6 separate regions of the Mus musculus genome follow, and all the other regions are linked to region 1. Evidence: chromatin contacts called from public HiChIP or PLAC-seq, Micro-C and promoter capture Hi-C data. All regions are on one chromosome and are shown on one strand. Each heading gives the region's core, a stretch centred on a gene start, on an enhancer-like site or on the middle of the called end of the contact. The rest is flanking DNA. Distances are from core to core; before and after follow the strand shown. Region 1 holds the start of Ascc2 (activating signal cointegrator 1 complex subunit 2). Region 2 holds the start of Nipsnap1 (nipsnap homolog 1). Region 3 holds the start of Nf2 (neurofibromin 2). Region 4 holds the start of Hormad2 (HORMA domain containing 2). Region 5 overlaps Nf2 (neurofibromin 2). Region 6 overlaps Nf2 (neurofibromin 2).

Region 1 (4,981 bases), core at 1,206-3,705:
AGCCACAACAAAAAAACCAAAACACTTTTTATAAAACAGAAAGAAAATTGTTGAGCTATGTATGGTGATTTAAGCCTGTAATGCTAACTTTTACTTAAATGATGGAGGCAGGAGGATTATGAACTCAAGCCCAGCCTGAGTGAGCTTCATAATAAGCATACTGAAACCCCATCAAGAGAAAGAAAGAAAGAGAGAGAGAAAGAAAGAAAGAAGAAAGAGTAGAAGATAGAAAAGAAAGAAAGAAAGAAAGAAAGAAAGAGAGTAGGAGAGAGGAAAGAAAGAAAGAAGAAAGAAAGAAAGAAAGAAAGAAAGAAAGAAAGAAAGAGGGGCTGGAGAGATGGCTCAGCAGGTAAGAGCACCCGACTGCTCTTCCGAAGGTCCGGAGTTCAAATCCCAGCAACCACATGGTGGCTCACAACCATCTGTAACGAGATCTGACTCCCTCTTCTGGAGTGTCTGAAGACAGCTACAGTGTACTTACATATAATAAATAATAAATAAATCTTTTAAAAAAAAGAAAGAAAGAAAGAAAGTAGGAGAGAGAGAGAAGAAAGAAAGAAAGAGTAGGAGAGAGGAAAGAAAGAAAGAAGAAAGAAAGAAAGAAGAAAGAAAGAAAGAAAGAAAGAAAGAAAGAAAGAGAGAGGGTAGGAGAGAGAGAGAAGAAAGAAAGAAAGAAAGAAAGAAAGAAAGAGAGAGAGAGAGAGAGAGAGAGAAAGGAAGGAAGGAAGGAAGGAAGGAAGAAAGAAAGAAAGAAAGAAAGAAAGAAAGAAAGAAAAGAAAGGAAGGAAGAAAGAAAGAGCAAACTAGATAGTGATGGTACACAGCTTTAATCCCAGCTCTTGGGAGACAGAGGCAGGCAAATCTGAGTTCAAGGCCAACCTGGCCTACAGTTTATTATTAGTTAATAAACTTAGTTACAGTTTACTATTAGTTCCAGGAGGGCCAGAGTTACACAGAGAAACACTGTCAGAGAGACAGACAGACAGACAGGCAGGCAGAGAGATAGACAGACAGACAGAGAGAAACAGAGAGAAAGAGACAGAGACAGAGACAGACAGACAGACAGACAGACAGGACATGGTTTGTGAATTTGGAAGCAAATTCTTTTTGGACCTTCAGCTGGGACTCCAACCCTGGCTGATACCTTGATTGAAGTCTTGTGGGACACTCAGATGTAAACAGGACTTGCTAAGTCATGCCTAGATCCGTTGTTTATTTATTGTTTTTCAAAACAGAGTTTCTGTGTAACAGCCCTGGCTGTTCTGGAACTAACTTTGTAGACCAGGCTAGCCTTGAACTCACAGAGATAAGCCTGCCTCTGCCTCCCTAGTGCTGGGATTAAAGTCCTGTGCCACCACCACCCAGTCAGGTTTAGATTCTTAATCAAAGAAAATGTGGGCTGTTTTGTAATAAGCTGCAAAGTCTGTGAGAACTTTTTTCGTGGTGAAATATAACCAATTAGCACACTCCTCCCATTTCTGGTTTAGAGCCCATCTACCCACTAATTCAGCCGCTTAACATCTCTCCCATTACTTCACAACTATTTGCTTGTTTTCCTGACAATGTGAGCCCTTCCACAGTATAGCCCTGGCTGTCCTGGAACCCTCAGTCATTCCTCAGCCTCCCAAGGGCTAGAATTACAGGCTGCACCAGCAGCAGCAGCTGGCTATTACCCACTAGTTTTCTGTGATGATCCTTATCCAGCCTTGGGAGCCACTAGCTCTTCACCATCTGAGACATTTCTTTGGAAAAAATGTATCCTGTTCTTAAAATAGCTATACTCAGCCTTTCTGATTTAAACAACATGTGGTAGACACTTTTAACTCCAGCATCTGCGAGGCTGAAGCAGGAGGATAGTCATCAGTTCCAAGCTATACTGAGTTACACAGTGAGTTTTGGGTCAGCTTGCCTACAGTGTACCCGGCTAAATACATGGACAAATCTTAAGTGTACAATTTGCTAAGTCTGCCTAAGTAAACCCATCTGTCCGTCTGTGTATGTGGCCACCGCCAAGATGAAGACCTCCATTTTCATTTGTGGGATCTTCCTGTTTACTAACCTAAGAAGTAACCACCATCAAAAGCCATAACTACACATTTTTAACTGTTTTAGAGCGTTCGGTAAGTGAACTATACGAGCTCATCTGCCTTCCTCTGCTCTCTCAACGTCACATTTGTGATTTTGACTCGTTCAAACTTCTCTGGATTAAATTTGAAAACTGGTAACTGAGTAGGGTGGAAGCCTGGATTTCTGAGAGCTTCCCAAACTGGATTGCCTTAACCCAGGAGGGTGGCCACCAAGAGGGAGTGGTCAGGGTCAAATTCCTGCGCCTCCAGGGGGCGGGGTCGTCTCTGTGGGGCGTGGCCGTGGCATTCCCCACCTCCACAGTTGGCGCCGGGGGCGGGGCCAGGCAGAGCAGGTTGGCTTCCTTTCTGCGCCTACGGAATCGCAGTTTGACCCCGGAAGTGCTGGATCTGTGGAAGCTGTGGTGTTTTGCAGCTGAACATCTCGGGTGTGGAGCCGGGGAGGTAAGTACGTGCCGGGGCCCCACCGGTGGTGCTCGGGAGGAGCCAGGACCGTGCTTCGGGCGCCCTCGGCACCCTCCAGCCCACGGGCTTCGCGGCGGAGCCAGGCTTACACTGCCCCAGCCGCTGTGATTCCCCCCACTTGGAGAACCAGAGCCTGGAGTTCCGGTTCATTTTAAGGCTTGGTCCTAGAGAGACCTGGGACGATCCCCGGTCCCCACCACCTTCTCCCAAGCTTCAGTTTCCTCCATGTTCATTCATTTGTTCAGCATGTATTTGTTGATCGACAGCCACGTGCCTAGTACAGACCTAGGCGCAGAGGGTACAAAGAGCAGGACAGACGAGGCTCTGCTCTCGTGAAGCTTACAGTCTAGAGGAAGGAGACAGTTACACATTAAAGATATGACAGTGAGTAACAAGGAGAGAGACTACAGGGAGAAGACCAGAGAAGGTTTTCTGATAGAGAAACTAAAGCAACAGTAGCTCCGAGATGCTCTCTGGCATATTACAACTGTTGATTATATCACGACCCTCCACCCGTCCACCCGGAAACAGTTAACTATTGATTGGCCTCTGCTGCTTTGCCCAGCATAGACTGTAGAGTGGTGCACACCGGTCCTGGTCCTTTTAAAACTCAAAGTCTAGTGCCTGCGTACATAGTTGGGACTGAAGCATCTAGAGTCAGATGTGATGACACATACTTGTAATCTCAGCACTCAGGAGGTTGAGTCAGAAAGATTGGTTCAAAAACAGCTTAGGCTACATGAGACCCTGTCTACGATGTAACAAAATTAATTAATTAATTGATTCATATATATATATATGTATATATATATGAATGAATGCGAGGAAAGAGTGGTGTGTGATGTTGCATATAGTAGTGTATACCAGCACTCAGGACACTGAGGCAGGAGATTGCTACAGTTAAGAGCCAGTTTATATGGCAAGACCTTGTTTCCTAGTATTTGAAAACAAAATTATGTTAATGCCAAGAAAAGCACTTAGAAGAGCACTCAGTATCTAACAAACATGCTGCTCTTGTCTTATCAATATGTCTTATATTGCCAGGGCTGGGCCAGACATATTGACTTGTCAATATGTTTTATATCACCTGGTAAGAAATAGCTGGTCATATCCTCAGCTTGTCTGTGAGGACATAGTGACTTCCTCCTCCTAGCCTTGATGTATTCATGTGTGTCATATGCTCTTTTGCTGGCATGCCTTTTGAAAGGGTTCGTTGATCTCCATTGCATGGCTGGCCCAATACACATGTCCTTCCTGTGGATAAGGCCAAGGTGTTATTTTAAAAAAAGAGAACACTGGGTGGGAACACTGACGAGCTGCTCTGCTCATTTGGTTTTGTATCCCGGGTTCACATACATGTGGGTACAAATGCATATGTGTGGAGTCAAAGGTCAACCTCGGGAGTTGGAGTTGTCCCTCAGAAGTCATCTGCTTTTCTTTTGAGACAAGTCTCTCACTGGCCTGGAGCTTGCCTGGTGGACTGTCCTGACGCCTCCTACTCTCCCAGTGCCGAGATTGCAAGCATATACCATCACATCCTGCTTCCTAGCTTTGGGAATCAGATTCTTATGCTTGTGCGGTCTGGACAACGCTGACTGAGCGTCTCCCAGCCTGCTCTGTGACCATCTTTCCTATTTATTTATTCATTCATTCATTTAAGCTTGAACCCAGGGACTTGCATGTGGTAAGCACAAGTTCTATCACTGAGCTGTACCCAGCTGACCAACTCCTGGCTTTGAAACCAGTTTGGCCCCTGTGGAAGGGATCTTACGTTGTCAGCTTTCTAAGGATTTTCTCTTCCTTCTGTTAGTTTGTCATGTCCTTTGAAGCCTGGAGAAATTGTAAAGTCTTAGCATAGTCTACCTATGAGGAAAGGACCACTGTTGTAACCCTAGTGAGAGTTAGGAGAAGAGTGCTCTTGTTCTGAGGACTGTAGCTCGGGGGTAGAGCTACCCTAGCATTTGTGACGAGTTCAGTCCCCATTGCAGCAGAGAACATTTCTCCTAGTCATTCATCAAACGTTTGGTGAGGCTGCATCTGCTAGGCTTGCGCTGGTTAGAGGGAAGAGAGCAAGAAAAGGAACTGTGGGAAGTGTCTTCACGAGTACAGTTTGAGGCCCTGGGTTTCAGCATTTTAAAAACAAAAAATGAGAACAGTCTAGGTTCTTTTAGCCAGGACTTTCGTTTTGTTTTTTGAGAAGGGGTTTCTCTGTGTAGCCCTGGCTGACTCTGTAGGTCAGGCTGGCCTTAAACTCACAAGAGATCCGTCTGCCTCTGCCCCGGTTGTGCTGGGATTAAAGGTGTGTGCCACGATGCCTAGCAGGACTTCTTTTTTATAGCAGGTAGGAGTTATTTGGAAGGTATTTTCCTTCAGAACTAGAACTGTTCTAGTATAGCAAATGCATACAAGGTCTTGAAAGCCCACGTTAGGAG
Region 2 (4,981 bases), core at 1,303-3,802, 240 kb after region 1:
GAGTTCGAGGGCAGCCAGGGCTATACAGAGAAACCCTGTCTGGAAAAAGCCAAAAACAAAAACAAACAAAACAAAACAAAACAAAACAAAAACTCAAAGGAAGGGCTGGAGAGATGGGTCAGCATTAAGTGCATTGGCTGCTCTTGCAGAGGACCTGCGTTTGGTTTCCAGCGCCCTCATCCTGGCTCACAACCATCTGTAACTTCCAGACTACATGGTGCCTCTTCTCACCTCCTTGGGCACTACATAGATGTGGTACACATACATACATTCCTGCATGCACACATACACACAAAATTAAATAAAAAAGGGGGAAAAAGAATCACAGTTTATCTCAGGTGCTTTTCTATTGCTGTGATAAAACCCATGATTAAGGCAATATTTGTAGAGTTTGTTGTGGGCTTACATATGTTCCAGAGGCTTAGAGTTCATGACCATGATAGCAGGAGGCATGGCAGCAGATAAGACAGGCGCAGTGCTGGAGCAGTAACTGAGAGATCACATCTTGATCCACAGGAGAGGTGATAGAAATGGCTGTGGGTGTTTGAAACCTCAAAACCTGCACATAATGACATAGCTCTTCAACCAAGGCCACGCTTCTAGTCCTTCCCAGATAGCTCCACCAGCTGGACACCAAATATTCAAACATATGTGAGCCTAAGATGGTCGTTCCCATCCAAACTCCCACATAGTTGAAATTTAAATGGCTGGGTTGAGGATAGCTCAGTTAGTGTTGGAAGCCGACTCCTAGCAGAAAGCGGCTACCATCTCTGCAGCCATCTTGGGCTGTTTACCTACAGGTGGTGCTTGTCCACCCTGACAAGAGACTGGTTTTCCTAGCAGGCTGGTTTTACAAGAAGCCCACCACAGCTGAACACACTCTGATAACATCTTGTTTTTCTCCTATACATCCTGGACTTGTGGTTAAGTGTCTCCAGCTGCACCCCACCCCAGCTTGTGCTTATATATACCCATAGCTGCCTTACAATAAATGAGACTGGAGACTGGAGACTTGATCAGACAGGCTGTCTTGTCTCCACTCCATTCTTCACATCTCTTGCCCCCTCAGTTCTCTCTCTCTCTCTCTCTCTCTCTCTCTCTCTCTCTCTCTCTCTCTCTCTCCCTCTCTCTCTCTCTCTCTCTCTCTCTCACCCTGTTGTCTGACCCACGGACTGGGTCACGTTAGTATAAGCCCAAAGACCTTAGTTCGATTCCCAGCACCACAGCAGGAGAGGTTGCTTGTAATCCCAATGTTGGGGAAGCATAGACAAGGAGATCCTTGGGGCTCACTTGCCAGTAGCCTAGCTGATGGAGGGGGCGGGGCATGGCTAACATCTCTGCCTTGGAGGTTTCAGTCAGCAGTGATTGGAGTGATTTGTCTGCTCCACCAGGCCTTGGCTGCCAAGAAGTACAGATAGGACTTGTTCAGCCAACCTTTGCTGTCTCAAGATCTTAGATGAGACCTAACTTGCCAGACTCACAGTTTGAAGCACTCCGGAAGTTAGTTATACCGGCTGTAAATCCCCTGCACCGAATTACAGTCGGTGGCTTGGCATCCTCCCCCACCCCACTCCCCCGTTGGTGTGTCTCTGTCCCTGTGTCCCCCAGGGGATCAGAAGGGATCCATCTCTGTGTGGGCTGAGAAAGCAAATATAGAGCCTCCAGGTGAATAGACAGTGAAGAGAAAATGTTTTTTGTTTGTTGTTTTAATTCCGTAGTCTCTTTTTGTTGTTGTTTTGTTTTGTTTTATTTTGTTTTTCGAGACAGGGTTTCTCTGTATAGCCCTGGCTGTCCTGGAACCCACTTTGTAGACCAGGCTGGCCTCGAACTCAGAAATCCGCCTGTCTCCCGAGTGCTGGTATTAAAGGCATGCGCCACCACTGCCCAGTTCGTCTCAGCCTCTTAAGTGCACCATCACACTCGGGCTTTGGAGAAAGAGCATCCTGCTTGCTCAGAGTCTTGTCCATCTGTTTTAAATGGTTAAAGAGACAGTTCTGCCTTTAAAAGCTCTTGGAGGAGACCTGAGTTTGGATCCCAGTACCCATTAGAGTGCCTCAAAATCTCCTTTAAACTCCAGTTCCAGGATATTTGAGGCTTCTGGACCCCCCCCAGGCTCTCTCTCTCTCTCTCTTTTAAAAATTGTTATAGATTTTGTTCTTTTGAATAGACAAATATTGTCTGTTGATGCCTTGACACAGAAGAACACAAGATGTAGACAGAACATTTGCCAAGCCATGTGTGAGGTCCTGGGCTCCACCTCCAGCACCCAAGGAGGAAGGGAACTCACATAGTTTGTGAACAATTTTAGGGGTATAAAGACTGTCTTTAGTTTATCCTCAGAATGTCCAGGACATACAACCCTGCGATTATCGAGATGAATTCCCAGGTACAGAGGGGAAAAGGTCGTTGAAGAGAACAGAACTAGTTAGCTGCAGAGTTTCAAGAGCTCGGAGGTGTGGGTATGGACTGTGCAACTGTAGAGTTGGGGGACTCCCACCTGCTTGTGTTTGAAAGGGAAGCTGGCGAGGGGAGGGCGTGGTTTTCTCTAGTCCTGCCCCCAGCCACTGGGCTGAGGCGTGGCTTTCCTCCAACCTGCTCCGGTCCAACATGGCTCCGCGGTTGTGCATCATCTCTGCAGCGGCACGGCGGCTATTCACGAAGCCGAGACCCCGTGCTGGGGACCTCGCGGCTGCGGGTGCTGTGCGGTGAGAGGCCGACGGGGCTGACTGCGTGCCCGGAACAGGAGCAGGGGAGGGGGCTGGAATGAAAAACAGACTCTCGGATTTGGAATTGAGGGGTTAGAGGCAGAGAGCTACCAGGATGTAGGCCTGAGGCTGAGAAAGAATGGGGAAGGTGAAAAGGTATGGGGATGGTTTTGGTTTTTAAACAGGTTCGTACTACATGTGATTCGACCTCGGAATCTTCTTGCCTCTGCCTCCCAGATAGTGAGGGTGTGCACTACCATGCCTAGCTGGGCAGGTTCTTTGTCCTGTTTGGGACCTGGATCTGGGCTGAGAATAAAAAATGAGGTGAGTGGGAGGGACAGGTTTTGAGCCCTGGATCCCGGACGAAGGCAGAGGATATTGGCAGCCTTTTGCCTGGCCTTTGTGGTTTAGCACGCGCTGGGGTCTTCTGAGCCAGCAGAAAGTTTTGGAAGGAGAGGAGGACTGGGGGTACGGTGGGAATTCCCAAAGTGATTCCGCACCCTGCTTTGTACAGGTGGGTCAACAGAGTGGGGTGGGAGCTGTTCAAGGTCAGCGTCCGTGCCATGTGGAGGCAGCTCTGGATGTTAGGACCCAGGTCTTACGATGCACTCTGCACTTTGTACCACGGCTGGTGGCCTCCTAGGAGAGAGGCTCAATTCTGGCTTTGGAGAGCTTGGCTTCCTTCCCCTGACTGGCTCTGGGCTGCTCCTCCCTCCTCGATGCCACGCCCGGTGCTACCCCCATCTCTGCACCTATCACCCGGAGCACTTCTGACCCTGCTCTCCTGTTTCCCCAGCCCCACACCCTCACAAGTTTTAGGACAGGGTTTGTGCAAAAAGCATTAGCTAAAGAAGTGGAACACCTGCCCTCACACCTGTGGAAAGGGACCTGCGTTACTCCTGCCCCAGCCCAAGAATGTGGCCATGGAGTTCCGTTAGATCGCTGTGCACATTAGGAAAGCACGGATAGAAGAGTTGGGACGCGTGCCCTTCACTTCCGTGCTGGGTAATGAGAGAGAAGCCGACAATGGGAAAAAAGCCTAGAGTGTACCTTGTAAACTCAGCCTTTTCTGGAGGGATGACCTTGGGTAGGAGGAGAAAATAGGATGTGTCTGATAGCCTTGTTTTCTATTGCTAGGAAGAGAACTCAGGAGTTTAGGTATGCTAGGCTAATGTAGTGCTCTCTCCACCAAGTAAACAATGACATCTCCAGCCCTCATTGGATTAAAGAGACCATGCTTATGCCTCAAACAATTTCTGTCATTGTGAGAAAGGATATCCAGAAAAATAATCTTTTATAACATTTAAAAAAATATTTTAAGCCTAGAGGTGGTGCATGACTTCAATTCAAGCACTCAAGGCAATCAGATCTTGGAGTTCAAGGCCAGTCTGGTCTACAAAGTGAGTTCCAGGACAGCCAGGGCTACACAGAGAGACCCTGTCTCAAAAACCAAAAGGAAAAAAAAATTATTTTGGGCCAGGTGTGGCAGCATGCACCTTTAATTCCAGTACTTAAAAGGCAGAGGCAGGAGGATCTCTGGGTTGGAAGCCCTCATAGTTCTACATACCCAGCTCCAAGACAGTTAGGACTACATAGAAAGTCAAACAAACAAAAGTTATTCTGAGGACTAGAGACATGGCTCACACTTCTGAGCACTGGCTCTTTAAGAGTACAGAGGTTGATTCCCAGCGCATGTGCACTCACGCATGCACTGGTTCACAGCTGCCTGTTACTCTACTTCCAGGCCTTCTTCCGGCCTGGTCCAGGTGTGCAAGTGATGCCCATGCAGGCAAAAACCAACACATAACATAATTTAAAAACTACTTTGTGTGCATATGCAAATGAACACTTGTATTTGTGTGTGTGTATGTACATGTACATGTCATATGGTCGGTCCTATGGCACATGTGTGGAAGTCACCTTGTGGCTCCCAGGTATCTAACTCAGGTTGTTAGACTTGGCAGCCAGTGCCTTTACACTGGCCCAAGATCATCTGTTTTTCCTTTATTTCTTCATTTATTGTTTGTTTGTTTGGTTGTTTTGAGACAGGGTTTCTCTGTATAGCCCTGGCTGTCCTAGAACTCACTCTGTAGACCAGGTTGGCCTCGAACTCAGAAATCCACCTGCCTCTGCTTCCCGAGTGCTGGGATTAAAGGCGTGCGCCACCACGCCCAGCAGGATTTTACTTTTACTTATGTGTGTGTAGAGGGGAGAGAGAATGAGAATGTGCACATGGGTGCAGGTGCCCACTCAGGCCAGAAGATGGAGTGGAATCC
Region 3 (4,981 bases), core at 1,591-4,090, 210 kb after region 1:
CTTAGCAGCAAGTAGTGGAGTCCCTTTCATTCATCAGAAGGGCAAAGCAGCACTGACAATCTTGATTCAAACTACCACCTTACTACATCCCCATTCTTTTTTTTTTTGTTTTTCCAGACAGGGTTTCTCTGTGTAGCCCTGGCTGTCCTGGCACTCACTCTGTAGACCAGGCTGGCCTCGAACTCGGAACTCCACCTGCCCCTCTCTGCCTCCTGAGTGCTGGGATTAAAGGCGTGGGCCACCACGCCCCCGGCAAGGTCCCAATCTTATTACTTTGTTAGCTTCCCATTCTTGCTGCCTTTTCCAAAGGTTGTGTTCAGAAGTATTTCCATCAGTTTTGGAGTAGAAAATGTCAGTGAGTTGTGATACTGTCCTGCTTAAGTCAGTCCTATAGAAGAGCAAAGCTAAAGAGTTGAGTAGTTCCAACACAACTCCAAAGCCGGTAAAGCTGAAGTGATTGGCTATGTAGCCACAGGTGCAAACAATCTGGCAACTCCTGACTCCTGACGTGGCTACCAATCCTGCTTGCCATGAATCAACACTTCGGGTAGCAAGGGCTAAACTGCTCGAGAGTCTAGGTATCATACTGGCTAAAAGCTCAGGCTCAAGTTCAAAATCTTCAGGCACTCTGCATAAAGGAAAAAATAAGGTTTCTTTCCACCTTTAAAAGAGAGGCTTTTACCATCTTCTGCAGTGTCAGCCACACAAGACTGCCTCCAGTTTCTGAGGCCAATCACATGCTTCCGACTAGCTACAAAACTGAAGGGCCACAACTCCACAACTCCCTCTTTGGGTTCAGCTAATTTAGTACTACACCTCACAGAACTTAGGCAAAAACACTCACATTTACCTATTTTTCATAGGATATTAAAAGGGGCACACGATATTATAAGACCTTTTTTTTCAAGACAGGGTTTCTCTGTGTAGCCCTGGCTGTCCTGGAACTCACTCTGTAGACCAGGCTGGCCTCAAACTCAGAAATCCACCTGCCTCTGCCTCCCAAGTGTTGGGTTTAAAGGTGTGTGCCACCACTGCCCAGCTTATAAGATCTTTTAAAATGTATACGGTAAGGCATGTGGGAAACGGTGCAGAGTTCATACTACTACTATAGTTTATACTATACCACTACTAGAGCACATGTTCAGATGGAAGCTCTCTAAGCCATATCCTTTCAGTTTATGGATGCTTAATTATATAGGCATTGTCGGTTAAATCATTGGCTGATCCTTCAGTCTTAAGGGAAGAACTGAGAAGTCCCAACCTTAAAGATCCTTTCTGGGAACCAGGCTGAATTCTAAAACTACTATAGCATGGCAACAGCATCCAGCTCATTAACACACAAAAAGAAAACGAATACTTTGGCGATTCCAAGGATTTTAAAAGCAATAGGCTAGGGAAGCAAACCAAGTATATTCCAGTGGCACAGGACCTATCTGACTGGCTTTTTTGTTGTTGCTTTGCTTTTTTGTTTGTTTGTTTTTTGAGAGTCAAATGTGTAAATGTCTGACACTTAGCAAGTGTTCAGGGTTGTGGATACAACCCAGTGATGGGGTGCATGCCTAGCATACACAAGGCCCTGAAAACACAAACACACACACACACACACACACACACACTCACTCACATACACACTCTTCAACAAAATGATAGCTATTATCATCATGTTAGAAACTATAAAGAGTAAATGTAAGACACTCTTTCCTCAAAGAGTTTTTTCCAGAAACTGAAAATTTTGGAACAGGGAAAAGTACGAGCTTCCAATATAACTAGATGTAACTTTTAAGACCTAGGGTACACAGTTAATACCTAGCGAAAAACTCCCTGGAGTTTTAGGCGCGAGTTCTACACACTGCACACCGGTTCGTTTCTACGGAAGATTCCAGTGTTTCCCAATAACAAATGAATGAAAATAACCTTCGGGAAATGCCAAAACCAAGAACCCCACTTTAACAAACAAGCAAACAAACAACTAGCTTTAACTTGTGATCTGGCCCTAGAAAGCCTCTTCCGGTTCCAGATAATGATATATACGGAATCCCTTAAGCTTGCACTTCGACTGTCACCACAGCGAGGGCACCCCATGGGTAGGGACCCGCGTCGCTGCCACCAGACAGGCAGAGATTCCGCGGCTCTCCACTCACAGCCCGTCGGGGTCGGCGGCCGGTTACCTCGCAGTTGAACTCCATCTCGGCGTCCATGGTGACGATCCGCACCGTGAATGTCTTGGGCTGCTTCCTCTTGAGTGAGCTGAAGCTCATGCGAGAAGCGATGGCTCCGGCCATGGCGCGAGGTACCGGCCTTGGATCCCCTCACCCCTAGGCCCGCGTTCTGGGTCTCTTAGCCCCCCTGGAGTAGCTGCACAGGCCTCAGGGCCACCATGGTGGCCGGCTGGCCGGCCCGAGACAGACCTAGGCTGCCTGGGTCCCCAGCGGCCAGCATGGGCCGCGAGGACCCGGCTGTGGGTGCGGAAAGATGAGTTAAGGGACAGTCTCTGACGACGGGGGGGTCGGGGGGAGATGCCGGCAAAAGCACGCGCAGCCCCGAGCTTGGAGCTTCGGGCTGGGGACGCCAGGGACGCCTTTGGACAGAAATCCTAGACGGCTGCGGCGCCGACGCCGGGCCTCTCAGCGACCCCCGAGGGTCGCGGGGCCGCGCAGTAGTTGGGAGCGCACACGCGCGTGCGTGTCTGTCACCAGCTCCGCTCCGCGCGCCCTCGGGAAGCGTCCTCTACCAACCCCCACCTCAGCGACCTGCCGGATCCCCGCCCCGCCCCGCCCTCCGGACTCCCACTACGCTACTCAGCGACTCACCCTAACACTTTTTTCTCTAAGATACTGTGATTGGCAGGAACGCCAAAGGAAGCGGGACTTCCGCTTCGTCCCGCCTCCTGGAGGCCTACTCCACCAATTGAAAGTTGCACTGAACGAGGGCCGCCGGTCTGTTCTCGGCGTTGAGTGGCTGTAGATGCGGTCACTCCGAGCGCTTTTGTTCCTAAAGTATACTCCTACTCTAGCAAGACTGGTTGAGAAGGAGCGGGCGGCGCCTTTCCCGGGAAACCTGTAGAGGCCGGGACTGCACCGCACGAGGTACTGTTGCAGTCAGTGAGAGATCCCATTTATAGCGTCTTACCAGAGCTTCAGTCGTATCTGGGACATCCGGCCGAAATTCCTTTTTGACACTTAATTATATATGCTGACTCAATATTTTTCAAACTTTAAAAACACGAAGTGAGGCCGCTTAAGTTGCCCCGACTTGCCTGCCAGATCCTTCAACTTCTTTTTAAGAGAATTAGAATAACCACAGAATTCATGATAGTCCTTACCTTACTAGGTGGTTGAGGAATTGAAACTTGCTTAATACATATAGAAAGCTAATTTTATTTATTTTTTTTTTTTTTTTTTTTTTTTTGAGTTTTTCGAGACAGGGTTTCTCTCTGTATCCTTGGCTGTCCTGGAACTCACTCTGTAGACCAGGCTGGCCTCGAACTCAGAAATTCGCCTGCTGCTGCCTCCCAAGTGCTGAGGATTAAAGGTGTGCGCCACTATTGCCCGGCAAGAATTTTCATTTTACCCTCTGTTCCTTTGTTTGGTTTTTTTGTTTTGTTTTGTTTTAATTTCCAAGCTACATACTTGGAGTACTTGTAGCTTAACGTCATCAAATGTATAATATGCTTAGGAAAATTTCAACTTTCTGGGGATTTGTAGAGTTTTTACTTGTTTTAAAGATACATTCCCCAGGCACTGCTGCTGTGAAGAGACACCATGACCACAGCAACTCGTATCAAAGAAAACATTTAATTGGGGACTTTTTCTTCTTTACAGTTTCAGATGTTTAGTCCATTATCAGCATGGTAGGGAGCATGGTGGCATGCATGGTACTGGAGCAGTAGCTGAGAGATGGCTATATCCTGATCTGCAGGCTTGGAAAGCAAGACAACCATTTGGCATGGGCTTTTGAAACCTCAAAAACCACCCCTAATGATAGACTTCCTTCCACAAGACCACACCTCCTAAGCCTTCTAATTCTTTCAAATAGGGCCACTCCTTGGTGACCAAGCATTCAAATATAAGCTTATGGGACCGTTCTTAGTCAAAGCACCACAGTTTTGTTTTTTTTTTTTTATCTTATGTATATAAATGTTTTACAGCACATATGTGCATTGCATGTATACCTGGCACACATGTCAAAAGAGGGTTCCAAAGCCCCTGAAACTGTAATTCAGTCCTTAGCTACTGCATGGGTGTTGGAAACTGAACCTGGGTCCTCTGCGAAAGCAACATTTACTCTTAGGCACTAAACCACCTTTCCAACCTTTGTATGTCTATTTGTTTGTTTTTGAGACAGGGTCTTCCTGTGTTATTTGGGGTATCCTAGAACCCCTGAGCATGTCCTCTTCCTCAGCCTCTCTTAAAACCATAGCCCTGGAGCCAGGCATGGTGGCACATGCCTTTAATCCCAGCACTCTGGAGGCAGAGGCAGGAGGATTTCTGAGTTCAAGGCCAGCCTGGACTGCAAAGTGAGTTCCAGGACAGCCAGGGCTATACAGAGAAACCCTGTCTCGAAAAACCAAAACCAACCAAACAAACAAACCATAGCCCTGGAAGAGCATGGTGCTACACACCTTTAATCCCAAATTGAGGCAGGTGGATCTCTGTGAGTTTGAGGTCTATAGAGTTACAGGACAGCCAGTGCTACACAGAAAAAAAAAAAAACAAAAAACAAAAAAACTGTCTCAGGGGGGCTGGTGAGATGGCTCAGCAGGTAAGAGCACCCGACTGCTCTTCCAAAGGTCCTGACTTCAAATCCCAGCAACCACATGGTGGCTCACAACCATCCATAATGAGATCTGACTCCCTCTTCTGGTGTGTCTGAAAACAGCTACAGTGTACTTACATATAATAAATAAATCTTAAAAAAAAAAAAAAAAAAAAAAAACTGTCTCAGGAAAAAACCAAAAAACCCTACAGCCCTGGCTTGACTT
Region 4 (4,981 bases), core at 1,275-3,774, 200 kb before region 1:
CCAGCTTCCTCAAACTTGCTCTATAGTCCAAGCAGCCTTGAACTTGAGATGATTCTGCTGGCTCCACTTCAGAAATGCTCGGGTTACAGTGAGCCCTTACACTGGGTCTGCCATCTCTACTTTAGATCAGATCAGCCTCATCTTTTGCCTGAATTGTTGCAACCACCCATCTGCCTGTTGCTGTGCTCAGCCATCTCCCTTCTACGTTTCAGCTAGACTTTTCTCATTACTACCTTAACTGTCTTATTATTTCCAAACTGAAGTACTTAACATAGCTCCCCAACTACCCTCAGGAAAAAAATAAAATAAAAACTCTTTACCATTGTTTCAAGATTTGCCTCATGCCCTCCTAATTTCTTCAATCATTTCCCCTGATATTTCTTTTTTTTTTTTTAAAGGTATATCTTTCTTTTTTTTTTTTTTTTTTTTTACGATTTATTTATTATTTTATCTAAGTACACTTTAGCTGTCTTCAGATGCACCAGAAGATGGCGTCAGATCTCATTATGGATGGTTGTGAGCCACCATGTGGTTGCTGGGATTTAAACTCAGGACCTCCGGAAGAGCAGTTGGTGCTCTTAACCGCTGAGCCATCTCTCCAGCCCTCCCCTGATATTTCTTATGCACCAGTCATTTGTACAGCTTTACTTTCTCTTAGCAATATTCTTCTGGTCTGAAACATCCTCTTCTACTTCAAATTACTATCTCCTGGACATGGTTTAGTTTTTCAAGAAACAATGCCCCGATTTCTACTACCACCTCTGCCAAGCTCAAGTTATGTCCTCATTGCAATACATAGTATATTATATCTATTTTGTGTATGTGACTACTTATTGTGAATTAAATTAAGAGTAAAATTATATCTGTTGAGCTTGGTATTTTTGAAGGTTTGTTTGTATGTTTGTTTGTTTTTTTAAGTGCTCCAGCTTCAATGAGAGTTCCTGTCTTTAAAAAAAAAAAAAAAGGGTAAAGGAGCTGGGGAGATGGCTCAGTGGTTAAGAGCACAGACTGATCTTCCAGAGGATACAGGTTCAATTCCCAGCACCCACCTGCAGCTCACAACTGCCTGCAACACCAGACCCAGTAAAGTTGATGCCCTCTTCGGCCCTCAGTAGGCACTAGGCCCCCACATACATAAAGCAAAACACCTATACAAGTTAAAAAATAATAATACAAATAAAAACCATTTTTTAACACTAAGCAAGCAAAGAAGGTAATAGACACTAACATCTGACCTCCAAATGCACACGAATTTCCAGGTGTATGAAAACACAGATGTGCACAGAGAGAAGTAAAATGCTCTGGGCTATATGGCGAGCACCTTTGGGGTGGTACTCAGGAGGGAGGGGCAGGTAATCTCTGAGTTGGAGGCCTGGACAGCAGGGCTACACAAAGACCTGACTCAAACCGGATTTAATAAACGCCTTTAATACCAGCACTCGGGAGGCAGAGGCAGGCGGTCTACAAAGTGAGTTCCAGGACAGCCAGGGCTATACAGAGAAACCCTGTCTCAAAACAACAACAACAACAAATACAAAAACAAACAAACAAACAGACCTGACTCAAAAAGCAAAAACAAAAAAACACGAACAAAAACCATCAAATTTTAATAAAAAAATTGAAGATCAGCAAGAGAATTTGGTTTGCCCAAGTCCTCCCTGTTAAACCTTTTGCTGAGCGTACGTCAATAAATTATTAGCCACCATTTTCACAAATTCCATTTGTCCCTGATAATTCTGCTACTTCATGCTTGCTCGGACTAAGCGGTTCCTACTGTATTAATTAGGTATTTGTTCACGCTCTTTGGTTTTTAAAAATATATTTCTCATGCTAGTTCCATTAATCCATATATTCAACGTTTACTGTGCAATTTGCACTGTTCCAGGTAAAACACGGGATTACAAAAAGTTAAATATGGTCTTTGCCTCAAGAAATGAATGGTCTGATGAAGGAGAAATTAGGCTATCGTCCTAATAAAATCTACCACCTTTTAGGGGCAAGAACCACGCTTACACTTTGCTTTCACTAGGTGAGCAGATAACGTACTACACGGCCCATTCATGCTCCTATCATGTATATGTGCATCTAAATCAGGTTTCCACACACTAGGGAAACCTGACTATGTGTCGTTCTGGGTCTGGCTTATTTCACTTAATTTAGTGATCTCCAGTTCCAACTTTTAAAAAAGGCCTAAATCATTCAGCTATTAAAATGATGGAAATTCAAGGTCTACCAGTTCATTCCTCGCCACCGCATCGCCACCAGCTCTTTGTTTAACGTGTGAAGTTTTTCACCGTCCAGAGTAGGCAACCATGATACCTGAAGCTTCCGGTCCTCGTTGGCCCTCCGCCACGATTACACGATTACACTTCTCCTCAGAGGGCTGGCGAGTTCCACAGATGAACCCAGTCAATTAAAAAGAACAGAGAAGTGTGAACTTGAAGACCCCAGAACCCACCCGAACGCCTTCCTCCGGAGACCCCGCGTGTGAACACGCGGCGAGGCCTTCCCCTCGGCCTTTACCTCAGCAGAGGCCAACGGCTTTTCCTGGCAAAGCCCACCCCTCGGCTTTACGACTTTCCGGCCAGGGCCACAGGAGTCTCCTCATGCCTAAGTCTAAGGTTGGCCCCTCAGCAGGCCTTGCTCTACCTCATGAATATGCAAAATAGGGCAGCAGGCAGCCTACCCACCCGGGCTGTGGGCGGAGCCTGCGTTCCCTTGGTGTGGGGAGCTCCTGGAGCCTTCGAGGACTGCGGACTGTGAGGGGACGCCCACTTGGATCACCTACATAACCAGAACTGAGGAGAGGCAGGGCATGGCTGATGGGAACAGTACACCTGATGGGGGTTCTCCAAGATCTGAGGCTGGAGCCTGGGAGGGCCTGGACTCAAACAGAGCGCTTTGCAGTCCTGGGGGCTTTGCAAGTCTCTTTCCTAGACTTGGACCCCACTGTAATCTTCTACTGTAGTGTTTAATTATGCGGCTAAAACTTGCCTATATTAACCTTTCTTTGTGCTTCACCTATCTTAGCCCCACCCCCATCCCCATCCCCGCCTTTCTCGTGTGTGTGTGTGTGTGTGTGTGTGTGTGTGTGTGTGTGTGTACACTAGGGAGCAAGAGGGAGACATAGCCAGAAGCAGAGACACCTAGGAGAGTCCAGAGTGGTCATGATGACCCTGAGCCATGTGAGGAGAGGGAGCAAGGTATGAGAAAGAGGAGAAGGGGAACCGGGTGCAATGACCAGGAGGCAATAAAAGGGGGGGGGGTAACCAAAATGGTTGGATTATATAGGGAAGTGCACCCCAGCCCGTAGGTGGAGAGTTCAGGGTAGGGACAAGGTTTGCCAGACAGAAAGGCCCTGGTTGGACTGAGAGATGCTTGGGAGAACCTGGTGGCCATGTCTGCTTTAATATGTTAAATAGGCACCTCAGCCATTTGTCTGGGTTTGAGACCTAACATAAACCACAATCCAGGTAAAAATAGTTTAGATTTTTTCAACCTTTGCCATAGTTAGTGCCCCTCCCTCCAATCTTCACAATCAAAATGGTTTCTAGACTGCCAGCAGTCCCTCCTTCCAACTAGGTTCTGCTTGGATCCTGTACTTTCCAGAAGTAACTTTTTATTTGGTTTTAAAGGTCCATTCCAAGTCTCAGAATTAACTTTCCTGGTTGGACCCTCAGACTCCCCTCTATACTGCCTGTCTGTCTTTGTTTTCCTTTGCTGTAGTAAAGACATCATGACCAAAAGTAACTTGGAGGGAGAAAGGGCATATTTTATCATCCAGCTTACACAGCATCTTGAAGAGAGGTCAGAAACTCAAGCAGGACAGAAACCTAGAGGCAGGATCTGCAGGAGAGGCCACAGAAGAACGTTCCTTACTGCCTTGCTTCCTCAGGCCTGCTCAGCCTGCTTTCTTACACAACACAGGACAGCCCACAGAGGGCTGAGCCCTCCCACATCAGTCAAGAAAATGTCCCCACAGACTTGCTCACAGGCCAATCTAATGGAGGCAATCTCTAACTGAAGTTCCCTCTTCCCCAATGACCCTGGCTTCTGTCCATTTGACCAGTACATGCATGCATGCCTGTGTGCCTGCAGACACATGTGCACACACTAACCTAATTATCATATGCTTTGCAGTCTGAGCTCAGCCAATCAACGCCATGTTCAAAGGCCTTCTGTCTTGCCTTTACACTAATGGCCATCTAACATATTCACAGAGCTATTTTCTCACGTTTTTTTATTATTCTATTTCTTTTATGGCATTTAATAATGGGTTTCATTTCTTTCTTAACCTGCTCTATCTAGAATGTGTGTGAGATAAACAAACAAGCTTCATCAGAATATCTCCAGATATTCGGTATAGTACCTGGCAAATGGTAGGCACTTGACAAACATTGGTGGGTCAAATGTGCTGGTGTGTGCCAGGTATTCTCAGCCATTAGGGAAGTTGAGACAGGAGGACCTCTCTGAGTAGGTTAGTAAGTAAGGTCCTGCCAATAAATACATACATATATACATACATACTGTACTGGCTAGTTTTGTGTCAACTTGACACAGCTGGAGTTATCACAGAGAAAGGAGCTTCAGTTGAGGAAATGCCTCCATGAGATCCAGCTGTAAGGCATTTTCTCAATTAGTGATCAAGGGGGGAGGTCCCCTTGTGGGTGGTGCCATCTCTGGGCTGGTAGTCTTGGGTTTATAAGAGAGCAGGCTGAGCAAGCCAGGGGAGGCAAGCCAGTAAAGAACATCCCTCCATGGCTTCTGCATCAGTTCCTGCTTCCTGACCTGCTTGAGTTCCAGTCCTGACTTCCTTGGTATTGAACAGCAGTATGGAAGTGTAAGCTGAATAAACCCTTTCCTCCCCAACTTGCTTCTTGGTCATGATGTTTGTGCAGGAATAGAAACCCTGACTAAGACACATACATACATACATACATACATACATACATACATACATACATACATACATACAAGTGAA
Region 5 (4,981 bases), core at 1,607-4,106, 190 kb after region 1:
GACAGGGTTTCTCTGTGTAGCCCTGGCTGTCCTGGAACTCACTCTGTAGACCAGGCTGGCCTCGAACTCAGAAATCTGCCTGCCTCTGCCTCCCAAGTGCTGGGATTAAAGGTGTGCACCACCACGCCCGGCCCACGATCTCAGTGTTAACTTGAGTAAACCGAGTCGCCAATTATCTGACCCCCCTTTTCATGATAGGCAAACCTAGTCTCACAAACACACTTTCCCAGCTCTGCAATCACTCAATCTTTTGTCCCTACCTTGGCCAGTAAGTGAGCAATACTGAAACAGAAGCCCTTCCCAGCAGAGTCATATAGCTCATTTATTGCTCTGTGAGATCAGAGTCCATTTTCCAACAAGTACTATAGAGCATACCAGAGTATGCTCAGCCACACACCGAGGCTATACAATGATGGAAAGAGGCTGTTTGTGGGAGAAAGAGGCAAGAACTCAGGGCAGAAGAGAGCTGAAGAACAGCTGAGGTTCAGTGATGGAGGAAGGAACTCTATCTTAAAACAACAAAACAAAAGCTACCACCATCACCAATAACAACAAAACCACCACCACCAAAAACCACAATCGTATCCGATGAGGCTAAAACTGACAGCCAGCCTCAGGAGTGGGTGTGTGCTGGAGCAGGTGGCTCACTTCAGCCTTTGGCTTTGAGGACTCATCTGCTTTCTGCCTGTACTCTACTGGGTAAGGAAAAGTTGCCGGGAAGGAACAGTTGCAGTCTGGACAAGAGCACAGAGCAGACTTCTCCTGTCATCAAGAAGGCAGTAGGATGCATACACTAGCAAGATTTTGCTGAAAGGACCCAGATATAGCTCTCTCTTGTGAGACTATGCCGGGGCCTAGCAAACACAGAAGTGGATGATCACAGTCAGCTATTGGATGGGTCACAGGGCCCCCAATGGAGGAGCTAGAGAAATTACCCAAGGAGCTAAAGGGAACTGCAACCCTATAGGTGGAACAACAATATGAACTAACCAGTACCCGGGAGCTCTTGTCTTTAGCTGCATATGTATCAAAAGATGGCCTAGTCGGCCATCACTGGAAAGAGAGGCCCATTGGACTTGCAAACTTTATATGCCCCAGTACAGGGGAACGCCAGGGCCAAAAAGGGGGAGTGGGTGGGTAGGGGATTGGGGGGGTGGATATGGGGGACCTTTGGGATAGCATTGAAAATGTAAACGAGGAAAATACCTAATAAAAAAAAAAAAGGCAGTAGGAGAGAAATAGCCTGGGACTGGAAAGGAGGCAGCCCCAGAACAACATTTAAACAGGCTAGAAGGAGAAAAATTTAAAAAGGACACCTACCTTCATTTCCAGCGTGAACACCTGGTATCGCAGGGAAAAGAGAGAAGGAACACAGAAAAAGCAACACGTTTGGGGGAAAGAGATGAGCAACTGAGTTTTAGACAAGCTGCCTAAAGAAAGCAAGTACCCTGGTAGTATGTACCTTTAATCCCAGCTTGGAACGCCAAAGCAGGCAGATCTCTGAGTTCAAAACCAGCCTGGTCTAGATGGTAAGTTCCAAGTCAACCAAGTCTACCTTGTCTCAAAAACAAAACCAAAACCAAAACCCACAGCAAGCAAGGTAGAGATGCCTTAAAGACATTTAAGCTTCAAGCTCTCTGGGCTAGGAGCTGGCTCAGCTGCATGTGCCACAAAGCTAAAGACCCCAGTTCCTTCTCTGGGACAACAAGGTAGGTGTGATGGTTTGTATATGCTTGACCCAGGGAGTGAGAGTGTCACTATTGTTGGAGTAGGTGTGTCACTGTGGGCTTTATTACCCTCCTCCTAGCTGCCTGGAAGCCAGTCTTCTCCTAGTGGCCTCCAGATGAAGCTCAGAACCAGCTCCTCCTGCACCATGCCTGCCTGGACACTGCCATGCTCCTGCTTTGATGATACTGGACTGAACCTCTGAACCGTAAGCCAGGCCCAACTGAATGTCAGTATAAGAGCTGCCTTGGTCATGGCATCTGTTCACAACAGTAAAAGCCTAACTAAGACAGTAGAAGAGAGCTAATCCCACAACTAATCCTTTGATCTTCATATATGGGCTCCCACACAGACATAAAGTAAATAAATTTAAATTTTTTAAAAAATTAAAGCCGAGCAGTGGTGGCGCACACCTTTGATCCCAGCACTTGGGAGGCAGAGGCAGGTAGATTTCTGAGTTCAAGGCCAACCTGGTCTACAAATTAAGTCCCAGGACAGCCAGGGCTACACAGAGAAACCCTGTCTCGAAAAAGAAAAAAAAAAAATTTAAAAGACCTTCACTTATAAAACAAAACATTCTCAGATGAGACAGGAAGATTACTTAAGCCCAGGAGTTCAAGATAGTTCAGGGTAGTATAGTGGGACCTCATTCCAAAACAAAAGAAAATATTTTGTCTAGTAAGTTTTGTTTTGGTGTTTGTGTTTGTTTGTTTGTTTGTTTTGCCAGACATGTTGGGTTACACCTGGAATCCTAGCCCTTGAGAGGTCGAGGGAGGAAGTGAGCTTTGACTATACACAGAGACTCAAAAACAACAATAATAAAACAAAAAGACCTACAAGTTTTCTGTTTGGTTAATCTCCACCTATAAAAGGCATTGCTTTTCAACATGTTCTTTCTCAAATGTATAAGATCTCCTTTATCTTCCTTTTTTGAATTTCTGTTTCTGTACAAACAAGAACTGTTGGCCAGAGGTGGTCTAGAGAGTTGTCGAGTTGCTGTGGAAGAGATGCTTGGCCTTCTTGGTACAAATCGATTTGCCTGAGCATGATTATTTCCCTGTCTGGTACTGCACTATGCTGATGCTCAGATGACTCACTGTCATTGGAAGATCTCTGTAGACTGTAGGCATCTCTAACTAGGAATGGCATTAGTCATCATCCCCAGTGACCAATGGAGAGTACACAGAGTACACAAGACATCCTACAGCAGCATCTAATATGACTGACTAAGTGACATTAAAACTCAAGGCTCAGAGACTTAGATCATAGCTAGCCCATATATCCATCCCTTATCCAAACAGTGAACACACAGTGTGTCTAGGACAAACAGTGAACACACAGTGTGTCTAGGACAAACAGTGAGCACACAGTGTGTCCAGGACAGGGGTGCTTAAGGTACAGAGGATCGATGGTAACAAGGGACAAGTCTTCACATTTACAGTTTTGAGCAGAAGTCAGCCAAGAACAGATGATCATCACAGTGAGGTTTTCAACACTGAAACAATTGATATGACAGGGATACCCAGGGACTGTTGGGACTCCTAAGAAAGAAAACCCCCTTTTCACAGAAATGACATCTAGACTGACTCATGGTGGAAAAGAGAAGCCAAGAGCAAGATTGGGTTTGAAGAAGACAGCAAGAAAGGGTGTTACAGAGAGAACAGTTTCTACAAAGGTCTAGAACAAAAAGGGTTCTTAGGGGAAATGAAGTATTTTAGTTTTACTGGAAAATACTTCTGAACTTACAAAAGAACCAAAGTAATCCAGTGAAACGGTTTAAGGTAAAGGCACCCTGCCACCAAATTGATCACCTGAGTTTGACCCTCAGGACCAAGAGGAGGTCCTCAGGTGGCAAGAGGAAAGAGATTTCCTCTCAAGCCCAGGAGACTTGAGGGAAGTGGTCTTCACTAAGGAGACACACTGGCTAAGCTGGGTCTTGGGGTGGAAGGGGTTGACAAAAGGTTATGCCAGCCTGATGGCATGTGTCTGCACTTGGGACACACACACACACACACACACACACACACACACACAGATATGAAAAAAATGAGAACTGAACTACAGCTACACATACTGGCACACACCAACAATTGCAATCCTAGCACTCAAAAGCTGAAGCAGGAGGACTGAGTTCAATGTCAGCCTGAGTGCTATAGGATAGAACACAGACATACAGAAGGCAAGTTAAATCATTACACAAGTTGGATACCTCAAGATCTCAGGGCTTCTTTCTAGGAAACAGCCAAAAAGGTATAGATAAGTGACTAATCTGCACCAGTATTTATCTCAAGTGCTGTTGCTGTGTGACCTTGGGCAAGTTATTGAACTTCCTTATGCTTTTACAAGGAGAATAAGCAGAACCTGTCTTAACAGATTGATCTAAGGATTAAGTGCACTCATACATTGAAAAAAGACTAAGACAGTGCTGGGCCCAGAGCAAATAAACACTCAATAAGGGGTAGCTCTTCTTAATTCTCACTTTGCCTCCCTCCTTTGATTCTCAAGTGTGTGCTGCTTAAGGCCTCCCGGCCCCACTTCATACCACAGTGATGGATGACAGGTGGAAAAGGGCACCATCAATTCTCATTGAGCTAACCATACTATCACTCATTTGACAAACATTTATTGAGCACCCACTACATCCTAGTCTTTGTGCTCAGCACAGGAGATAAATGATGAATTCAAGACAAGACACAGTCCCTGTTCCTGTCTGACACGGAAGACAGGTAAATGAATAAGGAAAAACAAATCTGCTAAGTGCTAACAGAACAGGCTGTGCCCAGGAAACTTTAGGGAGGGGAGCTTCACTGAGGAGACACTGGCTGATCTAGGTCTTGTGGAGAAAGCTGACAAAAGGAAGGTCATGCCAGCTTGAAGGAACAGTGTGTCTGCACTTGGGTCCAAGCTGTTCCAAAGTAAAGGAATGTTCTCTGCACTTTTCTAGGGTATGACAAACAGCATGATTTCCAATCTGCAGCACTGAATGTTCAATGCAGGGCTGAATATGTAGCTTGGGCCTGGTACATGTGACAACTCTCATTCTGCACAACTGACCTGGGACCGGGCTGTGTCAGGACACTAGATCAAAGCAGAGATGCATATAACAATAGCACGAATAGAAGCCAAGATGAATGGGATGTGTCTCCTATTTATTTTCTTATTAAAATATTCCTAGCCAGGGCTTGATGACACAAGCCTGTAATCCCAGCCCTTTGGAAGATGGACACAAATTCTGAGCTAGCCTGAACTGTGGAGC
Region 6 (4,981 bases), core at 1,823-4,322, 130 kb after region 1:
GCAGCATCTGGCATAGGCACCCATCTCAAGCTGCTCCTGAACCGGTGCCCTCGGGGCAAGATTATATGTTCTTGATGCAGCCCCTGGCCTTCCGAGAAAGGAGTGTGTGTGTCAGCAACTGCACACTGTCCATCTGTCCATCTGCACTTCCCCCAAATGTTCACCTTAGTGCTCAGCTCTGAGTGGGAGAACAGATTATGTTTATTGAGTGGACTGAATGAGAAATGAGCCACGGTTGTAACTAAATGGGATACACGAGGCTGTTTCCATTGCGGCTTGCTGTGTGGCCTCAGTAAACCCCCCTGCCGTCTCTGAACCTCACTCCTCTGGTGGAAAGCGATGGGACAGGCTAGCTGCTCTGGTCCTTCGGTAGTCTCTGATTCTGAAAAGTCTACAGTACTTACCAAAGCTCTACAAAGGGCAGGAGAGGGAGACTGTGAACCCACTTTACCATCAAAAGACAGGCAGCATTAGTGTGCTCAAAACGAGACAGCTTGAGAGCCGACTCTTTAAATCCTGCCAAATCTTTTGGCCTTGAAGTTCCTGACTAACAAGCTGAATGCAAGGAGGCATCTGAGCTGTTTTCTTCGGCAGAATCAATTCCAGAAGCTCCATGGAAGCCTCGTTCTGCCAGGAATGGAGAGAGCTTTTCTTTGCCGAGGTAAACACCCTCCAGACGGGAACTGCATTTGGCTGGGTCTCTCCTGCAGTGGCAGCAGAGAGGGGCCAGTGGGGGTGCGCTTTGTGATGATGGGGACCAAAGGTAGTAAAGGAGAAAGAAGATGGCACCAGAGATCTAGGACCAAAATCCTCTCCGGGAAGGGTTTGAATCCAAAAGTGTCCCCACAGTTCTGGGACAACTTCAGGAGGTTTCTTGGGATAAGGAGCCTGCAGGCAGGGACAGGACACACCCAGAGCCACTTTCAGTGAAATGTTGGCACAGCGAAACATAAACCAACTGTGACACGGGGTGATGCAGCACTTTCTCATGGGGTGGCAGAGAAAATGCTAGACGCCCACTTGGTTCACGCCGAGGGCTCATCAGGTATCATTCCTTACGGTGGCATCAAACCCCGCCTGGGGAAACAGTCCTGGTTAGGGTAAGATTCAGGCAGAAGGGCCATGCACTGTGCCAGCCTCTGAGTCAGGATAGACAGTGACCTGAGAGGCCTGGCTACTTCCCCAGGCAGGACGCCCAGGCAATGGGGGCCTCTGAAAGTCTCTCTCCTGTTTCAACAATGTTGGCTCCAAGAATTCCTGGATCCACTACCCAAGCATGTTGGCTGTCCCCTCAAGGTGCTTGGGGAGGGTTTTGGCAACATGCAATTCCAGGTACTCAAGATGAGCTTGTTAGGGTGCAACAATGCTCCTACCAGAATCTCACCAGTGCTCCACTGCAAGGAGAGATAATCTCTTCTCTTACCAGAAGGGGGTCTGTCCTCAGTGCAGAGGACAGTACAGGCAGGAGAGTGGCATTTCAGGGGCCCCAAGGCCCATAAATCCACTGTATAGGGTAGCTGAGAGCCTCCTATGGTCACCTCCCAGTTCACAGGGAAGCCTGACAGACTATCCTACCTTATGCCCTTACCAAGCAGTTCTTGGCACTTCTAATTCCATCAGGGAACCCAAAGTCTGAGGAATTTATAGTGTGTGCTCACTTCCCACTGCTGGAATGCTTCCAGTGGCCACCTCTGACTGCTCCCTCAGCAGTATCCTTTATCTTAAGACATCAAATGCCCTCCTCCTGGCAGGACTGGAGGGCAGAGCTCATGCAGGAGGGAGGCAGACAGTGATTCAAGGGTATTTGGGGAGAAACCTTGAGCTTCCTTTTTTAGTATGCACTCAAGGTACCCGCTGAGCCCCACAACGGAGGCGTTTCAGAGCCCAAGCTCTCATCTTGGGCACTGCTACTCGTTTCTGTTGGCCATGCTCCTGGCTAGGCACTCTGTGGGCAAGCTGACCCATGAGATCTATTTCCACCTGTTGTCTTTGATATAGGCAAGGATCATTCTAGAAGGCTGCTTTCCACACTTAGAGCTTCAAGCAGGAGATAACCATGAAAGGAAAGGCTCAGGCTTAGAGAAAGTGGAACATGGTGAGCCCTTCAACAAACATCCTGGGTTTCTTATGAGAGTCTTATATCCACGAGCCCCACCACTTGGGCTGCCCTGTTGCCCAGTGACAGGACTGGATCTCTATGCACACAGCACAGCAACGCCTCTGTAAGATGCAGGGAGTGCTATGGAGACAATTCCACTAAGATTCCAGCCTCAGCTGAGGGGGTGGGGCATGGTGGTGCATACCTTTAATGCCAGCACCCGGGAGGCAGAGGCAGGCGAATCTCTGAGTTTGAGGCCAGCCTGGTCTACAGAGTGAGTTCCAGGACAGCCAGGGCTATACAGAGAAACCCTGTCTCAGAAAACCAACCACCCAAAGAGCCCAGTCTCTAAAAGAACCCAGCCACGGTGTTCATGTGCACCCTTTGGTTATGGAGGTGGATCCCTTAATTGTGGGGTGCAGAACCTCAAAGTGTTCACGTGTGCTTCTGGCTGTGAAGCTGCATCATCTGAATGTGGGGTGCGGTACCCCTGAGGCTGTGGAGGCAGACTCCTTTAATGTTGGGTGCAGGCTCTGCTCACACCACTAAGATACCTGGGAGGTTAGACTGGACAAGGAGAGTCCTGTATTCCATCAGGCAGTGAGACTGACGTGCTCATGACATGGATATGCCACCAGGCCCCATGTACCATGCTGGGTCAATTCTGGGGCCTGCCTATGTCTGGTGTCCCTACCTGAATCCATGAACAAGCTAGCTGAGCTCATGCTGACCAATGGCTACTTTGCTACACTCTGCAATGCATAGACCTTCAAAACTCACACTGGATCCAGACAAGGGCAACACAGGCATCTGGACAGTCAGGCCTTGCTCCTCTGGGAAGGCTAGAAGCCACGAGGAACCTGCTCAGAGTGCTCCATCCAACGGGCTCCTGCCAGCTTCCTCTCGAGAGATGACTAAAAGAACATGCAGCCTCGTCACTAGGCACTAGCTGACCCGCTGCTCTCTTCCAGCTGTCTCTTCACATCTGACTAGAACCAGCCCAGTGAATAATACAGGAGGAATTCAGTGCTCTCTTGAATGAGCCGGCTGTTCGAGGCTGTCACTAATCCAATTCTAATTTGAAGAGACCAACTTCCTTTTCTTTCTCTGCAGCAGATCTATGTGGCTTTGTTTTAATCATAAGGGCCTCTGACCTTCCTTCCCACCTCGGCATATACAGACAGCCCCTGGAAGACCCTCCTTTCCTCCTAGCCACAAATGATCAGGCTGTAGAAGGGAGGACAGAAGCCATTTAGCAAAGCAAGCCCTCCACCCCCTGCTCCCCAAATTATGCATTAAATGACAAAAATGGGAAAACCAGCAAATCTAAACAAGTTTGGATTTGGGAGATACATCTGTTTCCATAATAGGACAGGCCTGCATACCTGAATTCCCAGTACTTGGGAGGCAGAGGCAGGCATAGTACAGCATTTGAGGCCAGGCTGGCATAGAGAATGCCAGACCAGCCAGAACTACACAGCAAGGCCCTATTTTAAATACCAAACCAAACAAATGAACAAAAGACAAGAAGCTAAGGCAGGCACATGCCTATAATTCCAGCATTAAGGAGGCTGAGACAGGTGCATTCTAAATTGTTCATCCAAGGTTAGACAGTAGACACATTGTCCTAAAAAAAAAAAATGGGGCTGGGTCAGTGGTCAGCACTTGTCTAAAGATGTACAAGGCCTACAGTTCAATTCCCATCACTGCAAATAAACTAAATATAAGAAAAAAAAAATAGATTTGCTAGAAATGCTGGAGGGAACCTTTAAATATCAGCACTAGAAAGGTAAAGACAGAAAGATCGTTGAGTCCCAGGCCACCCTGTTTCAAACAAAACAAAACAACAACAAATCCTTCAGAAAGGCCCTGCCACCCAGCTGGTTTGCTCTCATCTCTCTCGGTGCGTGGATCTGCAGACTGAGCTGTCTCCTGCTCACTGTAAGACATGGACTCCATCAGGATGCTCCTGGGAAACAGCTCCGGGGCTGGCCTGGTGGGCCACAAGCCCAGAAGGTACCTATGACCAGTGTTGCCATCTGATGGCCCAGGACTTTGGAGTCTAACTGCTAGGGTGCTTCCAACATTGACTCCAAGAGCGCCCCCTGCTGGAAAACCCACTGTGAGATGGCAGACTGCCGACTCTCCCCATCTCTCCTCCTTTTTTGGGGACCATTTTCCCAGAGTGATAGAAGGGTAACAAAATATATTCCAGCATGAATCCTGCAGCAGCAAGGCTGCTTGATTAAGAATGAATTACACTTTCATCAGCACAGAAAGGAAATTGATTCACAAGGCTGTATTGTGACAATCTTGTCCTAATGCAAAAGGGAGTGGAGAGGCGGACAGGACAGCGCCACTTTGGTTATCAGTGGGGAGAAAAGCAGCTCTACAATTAAGCTGAAAGAACAAACTAATCAGGGCACCAGGATTCCTTACACTAGTCCCTGGGGGCCTCGCCTCAATCCACTCATCCCCAGGGAGAAGATGCAGGTGGGAGGGGGCTGCCTAATTCATTTTAAATAATAAGACCCACAGTGCCGAACCCATTTTAGATACTAACCTAATAACCCCAGTGCTGAGACTCAGCTTGTCCCATAAAAATGCCGTGGAATTGAAATGCAAGCCCTAAAATCATGTTATACTTCCTCCTCGCCACTACATATTGAAAATGAAGGAGCAGGGGAGGGTGGAGAGAGAAAAGGACATGCAGATTCTCTGGCACGAGGATCTGCAGGGAACAAGCAGACTCTGGAGCAGAAAGGTGACAGTTAGAGCCAGCACCAGCAAATTCAACATGATCTTTGTTTGGGGTGCAATAAACATTCCCCTTCCTAAAACCCCACGGAGCCAAGGTGGAAGTGCCAACAAAGGGAGGGCACC

What was found. Promoter capture Hi-C pulls out the DNA fragments that hold promoters and counts their contacts. Hi-C and Micro-C count contacts between places; a contact is called where the count stands out from the background. HiChIP or PLAC-seq counts read pairs in DNA pulled down with a chosen protein or histone mark. Capture Hi-C pulls out chosen DNA fragments and counts their contacts.
Region 2: a promoter capture Hi-C map of adipose tissue shows a contact between it and region 1. The contact joins the promoter of Nipsnap1 here to the promoter of Ascc2 in region 1. A contact is called at or near these places in 3 of 39 promoter capture datasets (the C10 cell line, the SN4741 cell line and liver), 2 of 484 Hi-C or Micro-C datasets (CD8 T cells and embryonic stem cells), 1 of 115 datasets of contacts at active chromatin or transcription factors (memory CD8 T cells) and 2 of 9 other capture datasets (adipose tissue and macrophages).
Region 3: a contact with region 1 is called in a promoter capture Hi-C map of pancreatic islet. The contact joins the promoter of Nf2 here to the promoter of Ascc2 in region 1. A contact is called at or near these places in 14 of 39 promoter capture datasets (the 3T3-L1 cell line, 3T3-L1-derived adipocytes, the C10 cell line and 9 more), 2 of 484 Hi-C or Micro-C datasets (forebrain and regulatory T cells), 9 of 115 datasets of contacts at active chromatin or transcription factors (the SCID.adh cell line, bone marrow-derived macrophages, cardiomyocytes and 4 more) and 3 of 9 other capture datasets (adipose tissue, liver and pancreatic islet).
Region 4: a promoter capture Hi-C map of hippocampal neurons shows a contact between it and region 1, with 6 times the contacts expected there. The contact joins the promoter of Hormad2 here to the promoter of Ascc2 in region 1. A contact is called at or near these places in 19 of 39 promoter capture datasets (the 3T3-L1 cell line, 3T3-L1-derived adipocytes, the C10 cell line and 13 more), 8 of 484 Hi-C or Micro-C datasets (the N1E-115 cell line, cerebral cortex, embryonic stem cells and 3 more), 5 of 115 datasets of contacts at active chromatin or transcription factors (the NIH/3T3 cell line, bone marrow-derived macrophages, embryonic stem cells and 1 more) and 1 of 9 other capture datasets (adipose tissue).
Region 5: an H3K4me3 HiChIP or PLAC-seq map of bone marrow-derived macrophages shows a contact between it and region 1, with 3 times the contacts expected there. The contact joins the enhancer-like site here to the promoter of Ascc2 in region 1. A contact is called at or near these places in 11 of 39 promoter capture datasets (the 3T3-L1 cell line, 3T3-L1-derived adipocytes, the C10 cell line and 8 more), 3 of 115 datasets of contacts at active chromatin or transcription factors (the SCID.adh cell line, bone marrow-derived macrophages and embryonic forebrain) and 3 of 9 other capture datasets (adipose tissue, liver and pancreatic islet).
Region 6: a Micro-C map of muscle stem cells shows a contact between it and region 1, with 6 times the contacts expected there. The contact joins the enhancer-like site here to the promoter of Ascc2 in region 1. A contact is called at or near these places in 7 of 39 promoter capture datasets (cranial neural crest, hematopoietic stem and progenitor cells, hippocampal neurons and 3 more), 1 of 484 Hi-C or Micro-C datasets (muscle stem cells), 2 of 115 datasets of contacts at active chromatin or transcription factors (effector CD8 T cells and embryonic stem cells) and 2 of 9 other capture datasets (adipose tissue and liver).

The regions. Positions count from the first base shown.
Region 1 is chr11:4,635,295-4,640,275 of GRCm38.p6, forward strand. It overlaps Ascc2 (activating signal cointegrator 1 complex subunit 2), which reads left to right and starts at 2,456. Exons shown (of 20, transcript NM_029291.2): 1 at 2,456-2,528.
Region 2 is chr11:4,871,399-4,876,379 of GRCm38.p6, forward strand. It overlaps Nipsnap1 (nipsnap homolog 1), which reads left to right and starts at 2,553. Exons shown (of 10, transcript NM_008698.3): 1 at 2,553-2,705. The coding sequence starts at 2,608.
Region 3 is chr11:4,846,704-4,851,684 of GRCm38.p6, forward strand. Nf2 (neurofibromin 2) reads right to left here and starts at 2,841. Exons shown (of 17, transcript NM_001252250.1): 1 at 2,169-2,841. The coding sequence starts at 2,282.
Region 4 is chr11:4,438,558-4,443,538 of GRCm38.p6, forward strand. Hormad2 (HORMA domain containing 2) reads right to left here and starts at 2,525. Exons shown (of 11, transcript NM_029458.1): 1 at 2,320-2,525.
Region 5 is chr11:4,823,510-4,828,490 of GRCm38.p6, forward strand. The region is part of intron 1 of Nf2 (neurofibromin 2); the gene reads right to left. Among named protein-coding and RNA genes, the nearest start is that of Nf2, 24 kb to the right of the region's middle. Within about 2 kb of position 2,857, at least 64 of the 459 cell types and tissues checked have an H3K27ac peak or open chromatin away from gene starts, as enhancers often do. A contact at or near this core is called in the SN4741 cell line and bone marrow-derived macrophages, where this site is marked.
Region 6 is chr11:4,768,914-4,773,894 of GRCm38.p6, forward strand. All of the region lies in intron 16 of Nf2 (neurofibromin 2), which reads right to left. Among named protein-coding and RNA genes, the nearest start is that of Cabp7, 24 kb to the left of the region's middle. Within about 2 kb of position 3,073, at least 24 of the 459 cell types and tissues checked have an H3K27ac peak or open chromatin away from gene starts, as enhancers often do. A contact at or near this core is called in muscle stem cells, where this site is marked.